Regions from separate parts of the Mus musculus genome. Here regions 1, 3, 4, 5, 6 and 7 are each linked to region 2. The links are chromatin contacts, called in public Hi-C, HiCAR-type and promoter capture Hi-C maps. All regions are on one chromosome and are shown on one strand. Each heading gives the region's core, a stretch centred on a gene start, on an enhancer-like site or on the middle of the called end of the contact. The rest is flanking DNA. Distances are from core to core; before and after follow the strand shown.

What was found. Promoter capture Hi-C pulls out the DNA fragments that hold promoters and counts their contacts. A called contact is a pair of places that touch in the nucleus more often than the background predicts. HiCAR-type assays count read pairs that join an accessible place to other places. Capture Hi-C pulls out chosen DNA fragments and counts their contacts.
Region 1: a Hi-C map of CD8 T cells shows a contact between it and region 2, with 7 times the contacts expected there. The contact joins the promoter of Creb1 here to the promoter of Kansl1l in region 2. A contact is called at or near these places in 5 of 39 promoter capture datasets (the C10 cell line, the HPC-7 cell line, liver and 1 more), 7 of 484 Hi-C or Micro-C datasets (CD4 T cells, CD8 T cells, LSK cells and 3 more) and 6 of 115 datasets of contacts at active chromatin or transcription factors (T-cell acute lymphoblastic leukemia, astrocytes, embryonic stem cells and 3 more).
Region 3: a promoter capture Hi-C map of liver shows a contact between it and region 2, with 3 times the contacts expected there. The contact joins the promoter of Mettl21a here to the promoter of Kansl1l in region 2. A contact is called at or near these places in 7 of 39 promoter capture datasets (3T3-L1-derived adipocytes, the C10 cell line, the HPC-7 cell line and 3 more), 2 of 115 datasets of contacts at active chromatin or transcription factors (astrocytes and large pre-B cells) and 1 of 9 other capture datasets (liver).
Region 4: a contact with region 2 is called in a promoter capture Hi-C map of pre-B cells. The contact joins the promoter of 2810408I11Rik here to the promoter of Kansl1l in region 2. A contact is called at or near these places in 5 of 39 promoter capture datasets (the C10 cell line, cranial neural crest, liver and 1 more), 2 of 484 Hi-C or Micro-C datasets (embryonic stem cells and muscle stem cells), 3 of 115 datasets of contacts at active chromatin or transcription factors (cardiomyocytes, large pre-B cells and pro-B cells) and 1 of 9 other capture datasets (macrophages).
Region 5: a contact with region 2 is called in a HiCAR-type map of astrocytes, with 4 times the contacts expected there. The contact joins the promoter of Erbb4 here to the promoter of Kansl1l in region 2. A contact is called at or near these places in 1 of 39 promoter capture datasets (hippocampal neurons), 3 of 484 Hi-C or Micro-C datasets (all in embryonic stem cells) and 1 of 115 datasets of contacts at active chromatin or transcription factors (astrocytes).
Region 6: a HiCAR-type map of astrocytes shows a contact between it and region 2, with 5 times the contacts expected there. The contact joins the promoter of Klf7 here to the promoter of Kansl1l in region 2. A contact is called at or near these places in 1 of 39 promoter capture datasets (pre-B cells), 1 of 484 Hi-C or Micro-C datasets (B cells) and 3 of 115 datasets of contacts at active chromatin or transcription factors (astrocytes, extraembryonic endoderm stem cells and large pre-B cells).
Region 7: a contact with region 2 is called in a HiCAR-type map of astrocytes, with 5 times the contacts expected there. The contact joins the promoter of Fzd5 here to the promoter of Kansl1l in region 2. A contact is called at or near these places in 7 of 39 promoter capture datasets (cranial neural crest, liver, maxillary cranial neural crest and 3 more), 5 of 484 Hi-C or Micro-C datasets (B cells, CD4 T cells, the G1E-ER4 cell line and 1 more), 2 of 115 datasets of contacts at active chromatin or transcription factors (astrocytes and large pre-B cells) and 1 of 9 other capture datasets (liver).

The regions. Positions count from the first base shown.
Region 1 is chr1:64,531,425-64,534,124 of GRCm38.p6, forward strand. It overlaps Creb1 (cAMP responsive element binding protein 1), which reads left to right and starts at 1,380. Exons shown (of 9, transcript NM_009952.2): 1 at 1,380-1,596.
Region 2 is chr1:66,816,122-66,818,875 of GRCm38.p6, forward strand. Kansl1l (KAT8 regulatory NSL complex subunit 1-like) reads right to left here and starts at 1,474. Exons shown (of 15, transcript NM_001122738.1): 1 at 1,253-1,474.
Region 3 is chr1:64,616,350-64,619,049 of GRCm38.p6, forward strand. Mettl21a (methyltransferase like 21A) reads right to left here and starts at 1,415. Exons shown (of 3, transcript NM_025964.4): 1 at 1-1,415. The coding sequence starts at 70.
Region 4 is chr1:64,689,267-64,692,072 of GRCm38.p6, forward strand. It overlaps 2810408I11Rik (RIKEN cDNA 2810408I11 gene), which reads right to left and starts at 1,393. Exons shown (of 2, transcript NR_038009.1): 1 at 1,198-1,393. It overlaps Ccnyl1 (cyclin Y-like 1), which reads left to right and starts at 2,079. Exons shown (of 10, transcript NM_001097644.1): 1 at 2,079-2,134. The coding sequence starts at 2,125.
Region 5 is chr1:69,106,797-69,109,496 of GRCm38.p6, forward strand. It overlaps Erbb4 (erb-b2 receptor tyrosine kinase 4), which reads right to left and starts at 1,263. Exons shown (of 27, transcript NM_010154.2): 1 at 879-1,263. The coding sequence starts at 960.
Region 6 is chr1:64,120,124-64,122,823 of GRCm38.p6, forward strand. It overlaps Klf7 (Kruppel-like factor 7 (ubiquitous)), which reads right to left and starts at 1,266. Exons shown (of 4, transcript NM_033563.2): 1 at 777-1,266. The coding sequence starts at 878. It overlaps Gm35880 (a long non-coding RNA gene), which reads left to right and starts at 1,444. Exons shown (of 3, transcript XR_373464.4): 1 at 1,444-1,548.
Region 7 is chr1:64,736,356-64,739,055 of GRCm38.p6, forward strand. It overlaps Fzd5 (frizzled class receptor 5), which reads right to left and starts at 1,395. Exons shown (of 2, transcript NM_022721.3): 1 at 778-1,395; 2 at 1-498. The coding sequence starts at 245.

The DNA.
Region 1 (2,700 bases), core at 130-2,629, 2.3 Mb before region 2:
GAATCTAGTTGTTGAGGAGTAGGGTTAAAAGGAAAACTGGCAAGTGAAGAGGGGAGAGAGTGTTTGGAAGAGTCAAACAGCATCAAATGCTAGGATGGTCTTGAAAATGCAAGATGCAAAACTACATAGACAGGAAGACTGTGACAATTCAGAGCCACTGCAAATGGAGAGAGACAGTAAAAGACAGGTGGAACTCGGAAAGGAGCTTAAGGAGGAAGTTTCTATATTTTATTTATTGCCCACACATACTACTGTGATGTAAGTGCTGAGGTCAAAGGACAACTTATGGGAGCTGGTTCTCTCCTTCTACCACGTGGGTTCTCGAAATTGACCTTAGATTATCTGGCTTGGTGGCAAGGGCCTTTATTCATCTCACCAATGCCACAAGAGTCTTCTTAAAGAGAGGAAGAGACGTTAGCATGCTAAAAGTTCTGGTTAGAAACAAAAGAAAATTAAGCTACTCTTCAGTATAATGTCCTTGGGAAAGCGGGAACGGCTAGGACACACGGAATGAAGGCAAGCTCAGTGTTATAAAACGTCAACAAGGGCTGGCGTCCAGCAGGAACAAAACTATAGGAAGAGGGCTGAACGGCACAACAACAAAAGGTGAAGAACTGGCGGTTAGGGGCAACTCAGAGAGCAGTTGCGGTAGCTTTGAGGCTACGGAAGTCACACTGTCAAGTTCTGGGGTGCAAACGGTGGAAGCCACGCCGCAGCAGCGTGCCACCGCTGCAGAAAGGGCTGAGAAAAGTCAGCACAGGATGTCGCGGGCAGGTAGGGTGGGGATCTGTTTCAAGTGTTGAGAGCAGCATGGCTGATCATTTCTCCAGCCTCAGAGGGAGGACGGTACCCAGTACCTAGGGGCTCTGGCTGGCCGCAAAGCGGAGCTGAATCCCCACATGCCACCTGTGCCATAGCTTTCTTCCCAGCAAAGAACCAGCTCCGGCCCGGCAGACTCCCCTGGCCGGTAGCCGGCGTCTCCAACCTTCCAGCGCCGTCCGCGCGGCTCTGGGCCCTCGCGGCGCGTCAAAGTTCCCGGGCGGTCTGCTTCCGCCGCAGGATCAGACCGCGCGGGGGTTTCCAGCAAGTCCCCGCCACCCCGGGAATCCCCACACCACCCCAAATCTGGCTACACACAAACCCCGCTTCCTCCAAATCTCCTCAGCTGGCGTCCGAAGCCTCCACCCGCCACAGTGAGGCTCGGATCGTGCCTCCAGAGCGGGTCTCAAACCGCCTACACCAGCTTCCCCGGTCAACCCCTTCGCAGCGCCGGGAAGTAGCCGAAGGCCTTCGGCAGGTTCCGCCAGTAGCGCGGGGGCGGGGCCTGTCGAGCGGCTCCGGGTCGAGCTCGGCTGTTTCCGTGAGTGGCCGCTGCGCACTCGGCACTGGGCGGCGCTGGCTGGCTCCCTGGCTGCGGCTCCTCAGTCGGCGGCGGCTGCTGCTGCCTGTGGCCCGGGCGGCTGGGAGAAGCGGAGTGTTGGTGAGTGACGCGGCGGAGGTGTAGTTTGACGCGGTGTGTTACGTGGGGGAGAGAATAAAACTCCAGCGAGATCCGGGCCGCGAACGAAAGCAGTGACGGAGGAGCTTGTACCACCGGTAAGAGGAGCAGGAGGAGGAGGCAGGAGCCGGAGAGAGCCGGGGGGACAGAGGGGGGCCGGGGAGGCGCCGGACACCCGCGCTCGGGGCCTTCCCCTCGCAGGAGGGGCCGCGGTAAAGATGGAGCCTCCGCCCGAGCCCCACAACACCGCCGCCGCTCGCAGCGAACAAAGAATAATGGCGGCGGACTGGAGCCAGCGGCGGCCGGGCGGCAGCGACTCTGCCTGCAGCCAGCGGCGGCGCTCATGGCGGGGGGCGGCCGGGCCGGGGCGGGGTGCGAGCGAGCGGGCGGCCGGCCGCGGCAAGCTGGCGCCCGCGTTCCCGCCGCCGGGCCGGGCCGGGCCCGGCCGTGCCGGGCGCGGAGCCGGAGCCGGCGCGGAGCGGAGCCGCCCCGGGGGAGGCCGCCCGCCGCCGCCCCCCGTTCCTCGCCGCCGCCGCCCGCCTGCTCGCACGCTCGCTCGCCCCGGCTGTGCCGGGCTGGCCGCCCGGGCCGCCGCCTGGGTGCCCGTGGGGGGTGGAGGAGGAGGAAGAAGAAGGAGACAGTTGAGGGCAGAGGAGGTGAAGGTGCTGCCGCCTTCGCGGCGGTGCCCGCTCGGCGAGCCGCAACGTCCGACCTGCTTTCCTCTACAGCGCTCTTTGTGCAATAAAGTTCGAAACCCAAGGTTTTCTCTGGTGCTGTATTTTATTCTTGCCCCTCTCCCCGGCTCCCACGCGGTCGGAGAAAATGCTGTTTTCTGCCCTAGGCTGTTTTAAGGGTTTGGGGTTTTTTGTTTTTGTTTTGTTTGGTTTGTTTTTGTTTTTTGTTTTTTTTTTACTATTTCCCTCACCCCTCGGCTTTGAAGATGAAGAACGAATCAGTAGTCCTGGGAATGCATTCTTTTGGGAAGGAAAGAGGTGCTAAGAAAACATACATGTAATAACTTTTTGCAGAAACTGTTGGGATCTTGTAAAAGGGAAGCTGGTGCTTGAAAACAGTTTCGGTTTTAACCCTTTCCACTAAGATAATGATCACTTGAGGTCAATCATTCTGAAACCCTTAGAAATTATCGAAGGGGAAATTAGTATTAGCGAAGGTACTTTTCGTTTTCTGTCATTTGAAGGGAG
Region 2 (2,754 bases), core at 224-2,723:
CTGTATTACGAAACGGTTTTCCAGAGGAAACAGATGTATCAGCAAGGCTGTGACTTGCCCAAGGAAACGGCTAGTTAGCTCTCTGGAAACCGCAGAAATCAACCCCCGGCATTACTAAACAGTCTGCGTTCCACACCTGCGCTTTTCCCCCTCCACTGTCGAATTATTTTTAGAACTACTTCTACCCTCAAATCCTGCCTGTTTTGCCAGCTGTGCTCAGGAACAGTTTCGGGGAAGTTATGTTGCTATCAAACTTGCCCTATCCAATCAGGATTTAAAAACCTTTCTACAAACACAAAGTTAAACTATTAAAGGCGGCGGCGGCGGCCAATCTTTCTTAGTCTCTCCGGCACATTCTGCGTCCAAGCTGGGGGAATCAAAGCCAGAAGGTGACTCCCACAACTCCAGTCTCCCGGGAACCCGCGATGGGAACAGCGAGGACAGGGAACCGCCACCGCGCCTTCTGCGGGGGTACCGAGGACGCCCACGCAGCGCCCGCTCCTCGCAAGGCAGATCCCAACAGCTCCTTCCCCGATTTGGGACCACACAACACCGTCCTGCATTTATTTCTCCTTACCAAACGCTGTTTCTTTTTTTAAAGCTAGCCCTCTCCCCTCTTGGGCACAAGCAGCAACACCAACTCGGACCGGTTACCTTTCAATAAACCACAACACTCCCTTCCACCCCAAACAATTCTAAAGGCCAAATCCATAACGGCCCCAAATAAGAAGAAATTAATGTCGCCGCTGGCCAGCCAAGCTCAGCGTTACGGAAAGCTTCCCACAGAGCGCCCCACACCCCCAGGACAGGCGCCGCTGCTCCAGCCTTGCGGGGGGCGGGGGGGGGGGGAGGGAGAGGGCGTGCCCAAGAAAAACCACGTGTTCCGCCTTCTGCGCACGCGCCAGCCAAAACAAAAGGGAGGCCTGCCAAGCCCCGCCCCATCCCCACGTGACTCGAATCCAGGCCCGCCCCCTGCCCCGCCCTCCCCTCCCCGCCGTGTCTGCCAAGGCTGTTAGGTTTAGCCGTTTAAATTTGGCTGCGGTCCGACCCCTGCCCCAAAGCACGGTCTTGTGCCGGGGCCCGCAGTCCAACGGCAAGCAGGGTTCGGGGTGCAAAGGGGGCTGCCCGGCGGACGCCGAGCCCGCGAGTCCACCCGGCGGTCTTCTCCGCTCTTTCCCGCCCCGCGCCGCCGCCGTCCCCCGCCGAGGAGACCCACCCCCCTCAGCCCGCCGCTGCGACGCCGGCCACTCGCCTGCTGGGGCGCCCTGGCTGCCCTCCGCCGCCGCACCTTCGGTCCGGCCGTGGTGGGGGCCGCCGAGGCGATCTCTAGCTGTCCGCCCGCCTCCCCCCACCCGGGGCGCCGCCGACTCGTCTCCAGAGCGCGCCCCGCTCCCGCCCCGGCTGACGCCGCCGCCGCGGTTTAACAGTCCGCCCGCTGCCCGCAGCTCCGGGCGCTCGGGGGACGGAACCCTACGGCGGAGGGAGGGGAGTGGGGGAGGGCGGGGCCCGGCGCCGGCCAATGGCAGCGGGGGAGGGGCGCGCCATGCAAATGAGACGGGCGGCGGGGAAACCCCGGCGGGGGCGGGGCCCGCGGAAGCCGCTGGGAGCGTTCTGAAAGCAGCCTGAGCGCGGTGGCCGAACTCTGCCGGCTCCCAGTGCGTTCCGCGCCGCCGTTGTCCCGCGCTCTCTCCACCCCGGTGCCAGCCCGCAAAAGTCACCCCGCCGGCCGTGCTGCGGGGCGCTGCGGTTTCTTTAGGTCTGTTACAGGAAAATAAGACCTGGAAACTCCGGGCGGGCAGGGCCGTCCTGGCCAGGCCGAGGGTTAAGCAGCCCTCAACGCTCCAACCTTTTGCTTCTATGGGTCCCAGAGGCTCGATCCCGAGTCATGCTCTGTCGGACCTCTGAGGACCTTAAAATAGGTGGCAGACCTGCCATGGATACATTTGAGTTAGCTTATGATTAAGGAGCTCTGCAGTTAACTCTGAGGTAGCGCAGACCAGCGGGATTTTAATGGAAACAGTTGGCTAGAGACAGAAACATCTCTGCGAGCGAGTCTTGCACCTGGCCCAGCTCGCAGCTCGCAGCTCACCACCGTTAAACGCACCCGGGCATTTCCCCAGGCTTGAACTTGATGCTTGAGAAAAAAACGATAGCCTAAATATAGCTCCTTAGATAATAGATTAGACGCTTTGCTAAGCAGATTTTCACTAGAATGCTGTAGGAAGTGAAAAGGCACTAGAATTTTTAGATCGATATATCACTTCTACCTTATTTATTTGGAAGGGCTTACAGGCAGGAGTGTATAGAATTGAAGTCATAAAGAAGCAATACTTAAGACATTACCAGAGTTGGAAAATTAACTGTTCTTTCTTTTTCTAGTACATGAATAAATAGCTGAAATAATTTTTATGATAAACTGCCTACAGTAGGGAAAATGGTTATAAAAATTACTCAGAACAATAATTGCTCAATATGGGTCAAGGATGGGCAGTCCAGAAAATAGATTTGCCTTCATTCAATTAAAAATCATGGACTAACAGTGTGTTGGAGGAAAAAGTAAACACTGGATATTTGTCATATTTAAAGGGATGGGTAAAACACTTAAAGAATGTGGTAGGGTCTGGAGTGATGGTACAAACCTTTAATCCCAGGCACAGGTGGGCCAGCCTAGTCTAGTGGTTAGGTCCAGGATAATCATAGCGACATACTGAGACTGTGTCTAAACCCAAAACAAAACTGCACAGTGGATGTATA
Region 3 (2,700 bases), core at 165-2,664, 2.2 Mb before region 2:
AGGTGGCGAGAGGCTTATGGAATTTCTGGAGCCCTATTGCCGCGCTCTCCTCATAGGGTACCAGGGCCATTTCTTCTGTCTATCTCTGCTGAGACCTGTCATGCAAAAAGAATCCTGAGTGTCACCAGAGTCAGAAGTTGAGTGCTGTATCTTACTTAAGTAACTTGGAAAAGCTGTTGACGTTATTACAAGTTCAAACTAAGAAATAGACTGAGGTGCATCCAATTTCTTCAACAGCTTTTCCTCCGAGACTTGAGGGAAGTGAAAATTGGCTCTGAATTGGTGTCAACTAATAACTCTGAGGAGGAAACGCCTAGAAATCTCTAACTACTGTGGCACCCTACAGGCTCCTGTTACTACTTGGGCATTACATAAAGAACGGTACACGAAGTGACAGTGACGGCCCTGGGCACCTGATCTGTCTGGACCCAGCTCCCACATTTTTGTTTGTTTGGTCCGCCAACCTACATCCTCATGTTCAGCTAGGACAAAGGAGCCAAATGCGTACTTCTGCTAAATCCTAAGGGTTCGCCCTGCCTTTTGACCCTAGAAGGCTCCCTACGGCAGAGTGGATGGAGTCACCCTGGGGGCTGGAGCGGACAATACTGGCGGACAACCCGCGGGACAAAAAGCACGTCCCGCACGACACCCGGGGGCCACAGATGCGCTTCCCTCGCGCCCACGAAAGAGTCCCGGGAACCCAGCATGGTGGGAGCAGGGCTCTGCAGAGACTCCTTTCGGACCCTCGGGTGGAGGCTTGGCGCCCACACAGCCCGCTGGCCACCCTGCAGTGCCTCCACGTAGATACTCACGGTTCCGGGAGGGTACCCGAGCCGCGCAAGCGCACAGCCTTGCCCAGTCGCTGTGCGGAGCTCCTCCTTAAAAGGCTGGATTGGCAGAAGGCGGTGGAAGCTGGTTCCGGGAAGAGAGACGCGGGTTTCCGGTCCCCTTCCCCGGTACCGCCGCTTTCCCCTGGCCCGTGCTGTGTAGTTCCTGTGAGGCCCTACGGTTTTGGGGCGCCAGGGAGGGCGAGTGCACAGGGGCGTGGGGTGCCTTGCATGGGAGAAAGGCCGACCTTAAAGTGGACAGTTAGTCGGCGACGTTGGCGCCCAAGGATGCGTAGCGAAGTAGAGAACTAAACGTAGTCACCGCGTTTGGTGGCAGTGAAGTGGGAGAGAACACTACCGAGCATCCCTAACCACGGCGCGGCTGGGGAGTGGGCGTGCGACGCCCAGGCCGGGTTTTGAGCCCGACCACATGCGCTCGGGCGCTCGCGTCGCTCCACGCCGCCACTCTGCTGGCCGAAATGGACGCCTTTCTAAATCCTGGCCGGCAGCCTCGGCTGCAAACTCCATCCCCGGACCTGGCCACCCAAGGGTCTCCGCGTGCCGGACCCTGCCGAGCCGCGACCGCCCTCGCCTCTCCCGGCCGGCAGGGGGCGCGCCTGACCTCCACATTCCAGCACCAGCTGCGGGAGACTGGGGACAAGTGGCCTGCAGTAAACTGGGGACCAGTAAGAGCCCTTTCCTCAAGTTACTGAGTTTCCTGTTTGGGTCTTTTCTTCCTCCGTTTTTTCTCTTAGTAAGTTTTCTCCTTACTTGCTCCATGGCTTTGTGCTATCTCGGCTTCTCAGCTTCCCCTTTTCCTTTTCTTATTAAAGCTCACGTTTTTGCGCTAGAGAGAGCTAATCCGATTTCATCAGTGAATACGCACAAGTGAAAAGACCACACCACGTTGATATGTAGTTACTAGAAGAAGAAATACCTTTCTTCCGTGTGTTTTCTGTTTTATTTCTTTCTTTTGGGGACCTAAACTAGGCACAGGAAAGTGTAGACTTTGGGTCAGAAAAACATTCAAAAATGTAAATGGGTTGACCTCCCCAGATTCCTGGGATCTAGCTAACCATTCTGTCTCCCTATTCTCCATCTTTCCACTGAAAATGTATACACACACAGGGGAGGATTGCATACATATGTATATGACTTTAAAACTTCCCCCAAGCTCTCCAGCACACTGCCAACAAGAGCATTTGCAACATTACATTTACTTACCGTGTTCCTTTTGCCCCTCCTAGCTCCCAGAGTTGTAATTATTGCCGACTTGCTTAGAAAGGGCACACATCCGCTTAGGAAAATCAACATCTATAGCAGTGTAGACATTAAAGAGAGCACAAACAGAAACCACTGGTGAGCCTCTAAATATCTGAGAAGAAAGACTTGTTTAATCCTTGGGGGAGAGAGTAATGAGCATTTGATAGAGTACATATTTAAGTGCTCAGCCTGCTATATGGCTGTCTTTAATATGCCCAGGGATTTTCCTATCCTTAGTTCATACTTGACCATACAAATTGTTCTTACCATCAGAACGTGGGTGAAAGAGCCCCTCGCAGCTGGGTAGTTGCTCCTTTCTCACTATCCCAGGGCTTTGGTTTGGTTTAGTTTAAAACAGGATCTCTCTTCTCTACATAGCCTTGTCTGCCCAGGAACTCACTATATATGTACCAGGTTGGCTTCAAACTCAGATGCACCTGCCCCAGACTGGCAAGTGCTGAGATTACAGGTTGTGTGTCACCATGCCTAGCCAAGGCTTGTGTCTTAACATCCAGGCTCTCTTTAGCACCAGGTCCCCGGTTGGAGCTTCACAACTGAAACAGGAGTGAGAAAGAAACCTTTGTAATCGTGGAGAACAGAGCGTGCTGCA
Region 4 (2,806 bases), core at 143-2,642, 2.1 Mb before region 2:
CTAGACCTTTCTTCCCTTCCTTCTTACTGTCCAGAATAACATAGTCTTAAATACACATGACAATGACTTCTGAACTTCATGTTCAACACTTATTTCCAGTATAAAATCTAAACTCTTGGTCTGGAGAGATGGCTCAGCGGTTAAGAGCACTGACTGCTCTTCCAGAGGTCCTGAGTTCAATTCCCAGCCACCACATAATGGCTTACAACCATCTGTGATGGGAGCCAATGCCTCTTCTGATGTGTCTGAAGACAGCCACAGTGTACTCATACAAATACAATAAATATATACATTAAAAGAAAACAACTAAACTCTTGACCTCATTGACTTTGGGGTCAGATATTTGTGTTTGTACTCCAAGAGCAGCAGTGTGAACTCGTACAGCTAGATTCTCCAAATCTTTGCTTCTCATTTGCCTAAATTTACTGGGAGCCTGGACTGCTGGACTTCAGGAACAGAAATGAACGAGAAGATTCAATTAGGGAAGATATTTAAAATCCCCAAGTGAAAAGATTGCTCTTCCTTAAAATGAACACTACCAAGCACCAACAGTCTCTGTCATTTTCCCTAACCGTGACTTCCTTTCACAGGTACTCGGAGATAAACCTGGAATCCAGACTATTCTGGCCCCTACACGAGCAGTAACCTTGTCATGTAACCTTGAGAAAGTTACTCAGTTTCTGCATGCTCCCCCTACCCTGCCACCGATCAGTAAAATCTGGGAGATCGAACATTGGACTGCTCTTTAGACTTAGCGCTAAGGGAGCTCGGTTGGCATGGTTGGCAATACTTGGTGCATGCTAAAGGTCAATTGCTCTCTACCATCCCCATCACTTAGGACTGTGGGCACCCCACAGTGTGGTTCTCTATTTTGTGGGAGAAAACTGTTCTCTGCATTGCTAGTTAAAGAAACAAAGTCTGGAAACTCCTGTCTTGTGATGGCAGAAAACAAGCGAAACCGGAGTTGCTGGCTCCCAGCTTTTCTGAACCGAGAGTTTGGTCCTTATTTGACGTACGAGGAAATTGAAGAGTGACGTGTCCTCGGGTTTCATGCAAGACACAGTCACGACTCTTTATTGAGAGTAAGGAGCGAGCCCCGGGGTTGCTATGGCCAAGTTGCAAGCGAGAACGTAACACTGGGAAGACAGGAGAAGAGCATTTAGCCATATACAACCGGCTAAGTCCAGTGCAACTTACTTGGGTGAGCAAAGGGAAGCTGTCAAACATGGAGAGACCAAACTGCTGACAAAACCAACTCTTCACCAGGCCGGACCTTCGGGGCCCGCCTTGAAGGGCGGCCTCGAGTAACAAACTGCCGCAGCTCCCCAGTAGGAGCCGGACTCGGCGCAGCTCGAGATGAATGGAAACCAGAATTCGCGCGGCTCAGCTTAAGGGACGGGGCGGGGCTTTGTGAGTCACGTGCCTGGGCCGTAGGCGGGTGCGTGGAGGGAAGTCCGGGTCTGATTGGCTACCCGTCACCAGGTGACCGCGGAGCGCGTTCCGGTTGGCAGGAGCCGGCTAGCGGCCTTCAGTTCGGAGGCGGCGACGGAAGGAGGAGGAGCTCCGGCCGCGCTCTCGGCCCGCAGTGGCTGCGTCTCCCAGCGCTTGTCGGGTCCCCACCCCTTTTAAATAAGCCGGGCTGGTCGCCGCCCTCGCAGACTAGTCCGCTGTGGGGAGGCGGCGGCGGCGAGCCGGCGGGGGTGCGGCCGAGGCCGGAGCCCTGCCCCGGGCTGGGCGGCGGGGCGGGCGGGCGCGCAGCGGGCGCGGCGGCGAGTGCGGGCGGGCGCAGCCCCGCTCTGCCCGGGGCTGCCGGCGCCGACCGCGCCATTGTTGGGGGAGGGGGCGGGCGCGGAGTCCGGGGCGAGCGGAGGCGCAGGCGTCGGCCGAGCGGAGCGGACGCTCCCCATGGGGAACACGCTGACCTGTTGCGTGTCCCCCAATGCCAGCCCCAAGCTGGGCCGGCGCGCGGGGCCGGCAGAGCCCGACTACGAGTCCGAGGTCTACGAGGCGGCGGCCGGGGACGCGGTGGCGGTAGCGCCGGCGCCCGCTGCGGCCGTGGAGCCCGCCGAGTTGGATTTCGGAGCCGGCGAGGGCCACCACCTGCAGCACATCAGTGACCGAGAGATGCCCGAAGGTGAGGAGGCAGCGGGCGCGTCCGGGCCGTGGCGCACCTCTGGCCTCCACCGACTCCCTGGGTCCCGCTGGGAGGCGGCCGCCGCCTCGGGTTCCTTCCTGCCGGGATTATTCCTGGCGCAGGCCTGGACACCGGGAATGAGGGCTGTGGCTCGTGTTCCCACCCCTTATTCTTTCTCGGCCACGTCTGGCCAGTTTCTCTCCCACCCCTACGCCCAGTTCTTCACTCTTCCCATTCTCTCATTCTGACCCGGGACCCTGTACCCGGCACCGCTTCCTCTTTGTACTGCTGTGTACCGTCCAGTGGAACTTAAGACTTCAAGAGACTATAATTGCCCCTTTTCTTAATAAAACTCCCAGGTACCCCTAACCTCAGAATAGCCATCCCATCTCTCTGTCCTTACTTAGGCAGATGGTACGTAAGGTAAGAGCATAATGTTCCTCTTGCTCTGAACGAGTTGAGTAACTGATACTAGAGCAATCTAGATTCAGCATGGTTAAAGATTTCTTATTTACGTTCAAGTAGAGATTGCCACCAAAATGTGTATGGTATTAAGTAGGATTTTGAAAGTAGCCTCAATAATAAAGGTTGCTTTATTACTTTCAGTTATAGTTGGAACACAGAAAGAGGAGACTTCTGTGAAAGATGTTAGTTTCTTTCCAGGCTTCAGAA
Region 5 (2,700 bases), core at 13-2,512, 2.3 Mb after region 2:
GAGCTCTGGACTCAGTATGCCAGGCTCTTTTAGAGAGAGAGAGAGAGAGAGAGAGAGAGAGAGAGAGAGAGAGAGAGAGAGAGAGAGAGAGAGAGAGAGAGAGAGAGAGAGAGAGATCATGCTGGCTGAAGAGTCGCACGCCCAACACACACACACACACACACCCTCTTTCTCGCCCCAAGTCAATCTCAAGACAGCCTAGAGATGCCAACTAAGAAGGCCCAGAGTCCCTGGCCCCCGGCCGAGGCGCGCACCCGGTGCGCTCCAGCTGCCCGGATAGGGCTGGGCGTCCGGTGTGACCCCGCAGGCTACTGGAGACTCGGGCCAGGGACCCTGCGCCAGCATGCTCAGGTGCCAAGCCCGGCTCCCCGGCCGCGCTCCGCCGCAGCCCTGCACCCCGGGGAAGGCCAGCCAGGCTCAGCTCAGGAACCTCCTGGCAGCCCGAAGAGGTGCAGCGATTCTCCGGTTTGGTTTGATTCCCCCCCCCCCCCTTCCCAGCTCGAGAAGGAGGGAACCTCCACTGACGGGCTCAGGTCTCCCACGCCCCGAACAACGGGCGCCACCAGAAGCGATCCCGCTTAGGCTCCCAGAAAACGCGCGAGAAAGAAAGAAGGGGGCTAAAGAGAGGGCGAGAGGGGGGACAATAATATAGAGGGTGGCAGGAAAGCGAAGTCATTTGTAGCATCAATTAAAAACACACGCACGCACACACAAAGGTAAGTTTGGGATGGAGCTAGGGGCGACCCAAGGCAGAAGCCCGGTCCCTAGGGTCCCTGGAGCCTAAGGGTGACAGAGGGGCGAGGGAGAAGGGAAACACCGGAGGCAGTGGCGGGTTCAACAGCTGGAGCGCGACCGGGAACCGCGAGACCGCGACCCACCTGACTGAGAAGCGCTGGGCTGGACGGTCCCCGCTGCCATCAGAAGGCTCCCCCAGACCCAGAGTCCCGTCGCCAGCTTCATTTTTGGCAAGTCTCAGATCCCGCGCTGACAATTACATGTCCAAATACCATAGCCACTTGCGAGCACGCGGAGGAGATCTCCCCCCCTCAGCCGGGAGCGCGTGGGGGGCGCAAGGGGGGCGGGCGCGGCGCGCTTGGTGCACGGGCTTCCCGGGGCCGGAGAGCCAGTCGGCGACGGCGGCGGCTTCCAGGACCCGTGGACCCGCGGACCCGGCAAGGGGCCGCGGAGGAGGGCGCGCGGGTGGGAGTGAGCGCGACTGTGCGGCTGGTGCTCCGAGCACAACGTACAGCTAGTTCCCGGAGTGATCCTCCGCTCGCTCGTTCCCTCCTCACTTTCTCGCTCGCTCGCTCGCTCTCCTCACTGGTTGGTCAACAATAAAAAGAAAGAGGGAATAAAGGCTTCCAAAAAAAGTTGATTGCAAAGAGGCGGCGGGGTTCCGGCCTCTCCCCCCAAAACCGGGCTATGTTCAGCTCTCTCTTCAGTCTCCTTGCACCTCCTGTCCAAATCTGGAGGGAAAAGGAGGGGGTGTTGCTTCTTTGCTTCTCCCCGATCCTGTCCCCCTTTTTTTCCACTGTCAGCTTTCCTCACACTTGTCCAGCCATTGCAGTAATTAAAGCTCCGAACGTCATTTCCAACGCTCCGCGGTCTCCAGCCGCAGCCCCACAGAGAAATTAATAAGAGTCAGAAGAAAGATTTTTGAAAAAGAAAAGAAAAGAAAAGAAAGAAAAAAAAGAGGGGAGTGGGGGGTGGGAATCAAACAACCCTCCACACAACCAGCCAGGCTTTCCTCCGCTGCGCAAGCCCCGCCCCTGCTCTGACCCATGTAGCCACGCCCTCCCCCTAAGGAGAAATCTTATTGGCTCAGACACTCCCCAAAATCCTCTGCCTCTAGAGTTGGAAAAACACCTGTCAGACAGTGGGAGCAGCAGGGTCATGGTAGGAGCTTGGGGAAGCAGGATCTGAGAAGCTCAGTGGAGACCACTGTCTGAAACGCTCCCCTTGGGGCTGCCCCGGCAGAGGCCCTGGACAGCTGGCCCGCTGAGTAGTCAGTCCACCAGAAGGAATGCTTGCTGAACGAATTTTTTGACACAAGAACAGGGCATTTTCTTTATTGCTCCAAGGTGTCAGTCCATACACAGAACCTTCCCTAGAAATAGAAAGTCAACGTTGCTTTGGGAATAAAATATCTTTGTCCCTCGCCATCACCCAGAATATTCCATACTTAGCATACTTAGTACTTTAGAATGGATATTGTAGGTAGCTGGTAGCCTCGCAGGTAAGATGAAATCTTCCAATAGTTTTTTTTTTCCAAATAAGCCATCTCTCCCACCTTCCCAAGATGACATTGGGCCAAACTTAAAAATCCATATTTGTGAAACCACATTCTTTGATTCTGAAATTATGCAAACTCTCTCGTCTGTGCTGTTCGGTCTGAAGGTGTTTAGGAGGTGAGATCTTAGCTGACCTTCGAGCCGTTAGGGCCACGCCATAGCAGGGCCAGCTTGAGGCCCTGCACTTGCCCTCTTTGCAGGGTGTGTGCTTCCAAGGTCATCAACCGCTGTACGACTAAGTTTCTCTAAGTCTAAAATGCCCTGGAAGGGATTACTGTAGTCTGAGAGGCCACAGGTCTAAAACTGCTCTATGCTGGGGCCAGAACCTGTAGTGAGTCAGAGGATACTCCTTTGCTATGTGTACAGCTATTCTATGAAGGCATTTTCTATGCTTGCTCTCAAAGCAGTG
Region 6 (2,700 bases), core at 16-2,515, 2.7 Mb before region 2:
TCCTCTAAGACAAAGTAGGGAAGCAAGGAAGCACACACCACCCTTTGTCCAAGGTGGTGCTAACCTGAGAGGCACCCCAAACAAACAAACAAAAAGCAAGGACACAGTACAGGCTGCTCTCTCTGGAGGCATTAGCTAGAGAAACCATACAATACATTGTCAGCCTAAGAGAGACATATCTTCTCATCTTCCTTGTACATATCCTTAAGCATCTTTTGTCACCTGGCTTCTCTTCGTACAGCTCACCTTGTATCTAAAAATCAAGCTCCTATTCTTTATTGACACTCAGTAAATTACTGGGAAAAACACTCCGTGCTTCCCCCCACCCCCCTTGACGGTCTTCAGGACCAGTTGAAATGGATAAAGCTGATTTAAGTACTAAGGTCAGAACTCCTGCATCTAGGAACGTGGTATCCTGTCAACCATTGCTCGACCACCTTCCCACCCGGCTCCTCCAAACCCGAGAAGTTCGCCAGCAATTCTCTGCTAGGGGACAGCGAGCCGACAACGTGTGCGCAAGGATGTGTGTTGGTGACAGAAATGCAGGCAGCTAGGACCGGCTCAGCTCAACACACTAAGGGGCTAGGGGTGGGTGGAGAGGTAAGCGCATATGATTGTTTCACAAAACATTTTAAACAACACACAGCCAAAAAATAAATAAATAAATAAAAAGAAAAAATTAATTAAAAAAATTTCAACTCAAAGCCCACACCAAACGCAGCCCCTGCGTCTCCGCCGCCGCCACACGATTTACACAAGTAATTTAAATCATTCACCTGCTGCCAGGTCTCCTCCAGGGATGGCAAAGCTGAGAAGTAGCCGGTGTCGTGGACAAGTTGTAGCTCCTGGAATATACTATAACTAGCCAACACGTCCATGCTGCTGCTGCCGGGCAAAACCGGAGGAGAAACCCTCCCCCGAGCTCAGCTGGGTCTGTTTGTTTGTCAGTCTGTCTGGCTCACCCCCCAAGAAGGCAGACATCCAGTGGCCCTTTTGTTTTGTTTTGTTTCAGTCAACTAAAAAAAGGAGAGAAAAAAAATCAATGCAGGAGAGAGGGAGAGAGGAGGTGAGAGAGGAGGGAGAGAGAGGAGGTGAGAGAGGAGGTGAGAGAGGAGCGAGTGAGTGGGGTGGATCGGAGAGAGGGATCCAGCGTGTACAGTGCAGATGACTGCCAGGAAAAGGGGACTTCACGGGAGTAACAATTCCCTTCCAGGGCTCTAATCACTCCAGCGCGTGGATCAGGAAGGGGAACGCAAACTCACTGACACGAAGCTGCCATCTATATCTGCAGCGCTGTTCGCTCCTAATGCAATCTTTGCTCTTTATTTTGGGAGGTTGCATTTTTTTTCTCGCGATCGCTTCTCTCCCCCCCCACCCCTTCCCTTCCCTCCCCACCCCCCACCCCATCCTCGCTAGTTTGTAGTCCCCCCCCCTTGTCTCCTCCTCCTGCTCTTCCCCCTCCCCAAACTCCCTCCCTCCGCCCCGTTTTGCGCGCAGCCGTGGGATCTCGGAGGAGGGCGTCCATTAGGCCGCGTGTGACCATGTAAGGTAAACAGGGGGCTCATGAAGTCACTGAGGACCAATGCGGCACTCGGAGAGGACCATGGGGCGGGGCCTGGCCCCGACGGCAGCCGCCGATTGGCGCGCTGCGGATCTCCCTGCTGCCTTACAAGGCGGTACGAGGCAAGCTATTTTTAGAGGGCTATATAAAGGGGTAGAGGAGTCCGCCAGGCGGCCGGGGAGCTTGAGCGCCAGGGAGTGTTGCTGCGACACTTGCGCTGGCTCCTGGGACGCCTAGGCGGCCGGGTTCGGGCTGCGCGCTGGCCTCCGACCCTCGCTGCAGGGCTCGCCCGAGCCGCCGGCGCCCGTACCCAGTGCAGATCCGAGGGGACGGGTTGCCGCGGTGGCCGATCGGGAGGTGCGGTCCCGGTCCTGGGTTAAGATGCCTCCTGCGGGAGCAGCCGGTAGAGCGGCGGCGCAGCGGTCGGGGGCAAGGAGCTCTTTGCACTCGGCCTTCCGCCAAGCATGGGGAAGAAGGGTAGCAAGGGAGAGCCCAGGCTCAGGACAGCGTCACGTACCCCAGACTAAAGCCCAAAAGCCAGTTCCGAATTCCCCACAGGGTGCCGAAATGAAGTGCCAGAGAGGAAGTGCCTCACAATGGCAGAGAACAAAGGCGAGCTGCACGGAGACTAGCTTGCGCCCGCCCCCGACGCTGCACGCTGTCCCCGCCCCGGCCCGCGCGCCTCCGTGCGCGCCGCCGATCGCCTACCGCCCTCCTTTTCCTCTGAACTGAGCCTAAAACCTGGCCAGGAGTCTGGTGTCCAGCATCTAAGCGTGTGCATGAAAGAGAATAGGGGGAGCGTGGGTCGAATTAGGGTGCAGGCTGGAGCGGGGAGCAGTTAGCTAGCAGATCCTTACAAGAGGTTTATCCAGTAACTTCATGGAGCAGGTATGGAGCAGGGCTCTAAAGATCTCAAGATTCTGCAAGCTCAGAAATGGAAACCTGTGCAATGCACGTGGTTAAGAGTTGCCCATTTGTTTGCTTGACCTTAAATGGCTCGTGTGCCTTCTCCAAAATACACCGAAAGCTGGACTCCTTTAGAATAACTACAGAATTCAGTACTTAGACACGAGAAACGTCCTTATACCTTCAATGGGAGAAATACAATTTAATCGACTCCATATCATTCCTTTCTATTG
Region 7 (2,700 bases), core at 145-2,644, 2.1 Mb before region 2:
AGGTCCGGTGAGCAGTGGATCTCCACAAGCGGCCAGAATTGGTGCACCTCCAGGCCTGCTTCGTCCTGCGTGTCATGGTTGAACTGGTTGGGCATGTGCGTCAGGTTGTAGCCGATGCCTCGGCACATGGGCACCGTGATTTCCTGGCACACCGGGGCCTTGGAGGCGGCCGCTGCCCGGCCCACCAGCTGCGCCAGCAACAGCAGCAGAAGAGAGGGAGGCGCAGACGGGTCGGGTCGAGCCATCGTCTCCTTCTTCCCTTTGCCTCCCGCTGCCTGAGAGGGTCTGCGTTGGCCGACGAATCTGCGGCCGGGGCTTCCCTCTCCGGAGTCTTGAGTGTGACGCCCGGGCTGGCAACCTGTTGGTTTCTTTTTCTCTTAAAGAAATCCGTCCAAAGATAAACTGTTTCTGGAAGGCGCTGCCTCCGCCGGCAGCACTCAGTTCCACACCAGATAGGGCTGGAGGGATGATTAGGGCTCCGACTCCAAGGACAGAACTCTTAAAAGAGAAGGTAGGGGAAAAGAAAAATCGCAACCACTCCTCTTAGAGGAGCGCCAACCACTTGGTCTCCGCAAACCAGCTCCAATCTCAAGATTAACTCCTTTCCTCCCCTCCTCCTAGAACCAAACTTCAGACGCCCCCACCCCCTCCACCCCACTGCCCGCGCCCGCCTCTCTTTTCTGGCCCGGCCCTGCAGGCTGTGCCTGGGGCCAGAGAGCTCAGTCCCCGAGATGGGGGCAGAGGAACCGGGTGAACTGGGAAGACGCGGGCTCTCACCTCGGAGGATCCTGCTGGGCGGCAGATGTCTGCGACCAGCCGGGCTCCTCAGTCGCGCGACTCCGAATCGGGCCAGAGCTGGGAAAGTTTAACGACAAGCTAGGTACCTGTGGCGGCGACACATGGCAGCAGGTGGAGGGCGTTTCAGAGAGCAGGGCGCCCCTCGACCATGGGCGGCGCGGGCCGGTCACTCGCCTTCTCTTCCTTCGGGGCCCCCTGCATGATTCGGGCAGAGCAAGGCAGGGGCAGGCCGTGCCTTCCACCGGCGTCCCGGGGCCGGGACGAAGGGCAAGGGCGCCGGGCAGCACTTGAACTGCGCGGAGGGGTGCGGCAGCCGGAGGGGACCCCGCCACCTCACAGCACAGCGAGCAGCCAGCGCTGGTCGGGCGGGGACTGCATAGTCCGCACCCGCCGCCGCGTCCCGCCAGCCGCTCGCCGCCTCCCCTGCAGGGGGCTCCGCGCTCCAGCAGACTCCGGGGGGCGGTGGCGGCGCTCTCGGGACGCGCCCCGCTCGGCTCCTCCCCCGCGCTCTCGCACTCTTTCGCCCACCTCCAGGGAGCTCCGAGCTGTGCGCGACGGCAGAGGACAAGTCGCGGCCGCAGGCTGACTGCCCTCTCCCGCCCCGCCCGGGTCACCTGCCTCTAATGCCCGCCGGGAGGCCCCGCCCCGGGACCGCCCCTCCCGCCCCCTCCCGCCCTGCCCCGAGCTGGGCCGTCCCACGAATCGCTCTCCGGGTCCCCGCCCACCGCCCCGCTGTCCTGGCCTCTCCGCGAGCGCCCCGCGGCCCCGCCCGGAGCGGGCAGCGGAAGAGCGTCGGCCAATAGTGGACCGGGAAGTTACGAGGGCGGGGTCAATGCTAATGAGTCCTCCCAGAGAACCCGGGCGGGAAACCTGGCCCCAAGTCCTTCTGGAGTTCTCTGCGGTGGTTCACCAGGATGGTGCTCACTTTCCTGAGGGCTCTGTTCTCTGAACGCCGGCTTCCAGGGCCTCCACCAGGCCACCTCTCTCCAGCTGAGTGTCCTTATCGAGGTCTGGCGCTTGTTTAAAGGGATGAGAGGTCAATTCGGTTGTGCCACCTGTCCTCTTTCTAAGCTGCCTTGTGCTAGGTGACAGACGTGCTAGTACTTAATGAGCAACCTCGTGTTAGTTAATCGTTTACACCTTGATACGCGATCTGGATACCGTAGGATTCTGAGGCCAGAACACCTCAGAACTTGACCTACACAGCTGAGCTAACAAGACAGCAGAGACGTTGACAAACTTGTGCCCCTCCCTGTGCGAGCTCCTGGCACACAATAGGCGCTCTGACCTGGAATCCCAAACCAGAAGCTGGGCAGCAGAGTTCACAATCTTTACCACTCACCCCTCCCTTAGAAATATCGATATTTCCCAGGCTTTGCCCTTTTATATATAACAAAATCTTGTCCTTGTGACAAGAGAATGAATTTCTTTCCAGTTTTGGAAGTCTCTAGAGACGTTAGTCCTTAGCAGTTGCGGTTTATAATCCCTGGCAGATCCGAATTTGCCCACAGAGAAAAACTCTTGAACTGGAGCAGTGTACAGCTCAGGGTGCTTGGTCCCCCAGGGTTGGCTGCTGTGCACTCTGGCGAGGTTGAGACCGGATAACCGGGGCGTACTGGGGCAGTGGGAACCGTGAAAAGACCTGCTGCGCACAGTCAACGCAGGGACACGCAGTGGCGCTCTCCTGATGGGTTAGTATACTCCAAGTTTTAAATGTCCCACAAATGCCTCTCTTCTACGAGTTCTAATTAGGCTGGGAGACCGAGGTGTTTAGCATGCTTGAAATTCGTTCACACGCTTATGAAGAGGCTTTAAATTGTAGACTGCTCCTTCACTCCTCCTTCCGCTGGGGGAGGGGAGTGGGAGGGATTTGAAGTAGGGGAGGGCATAGGAGTACTTGAA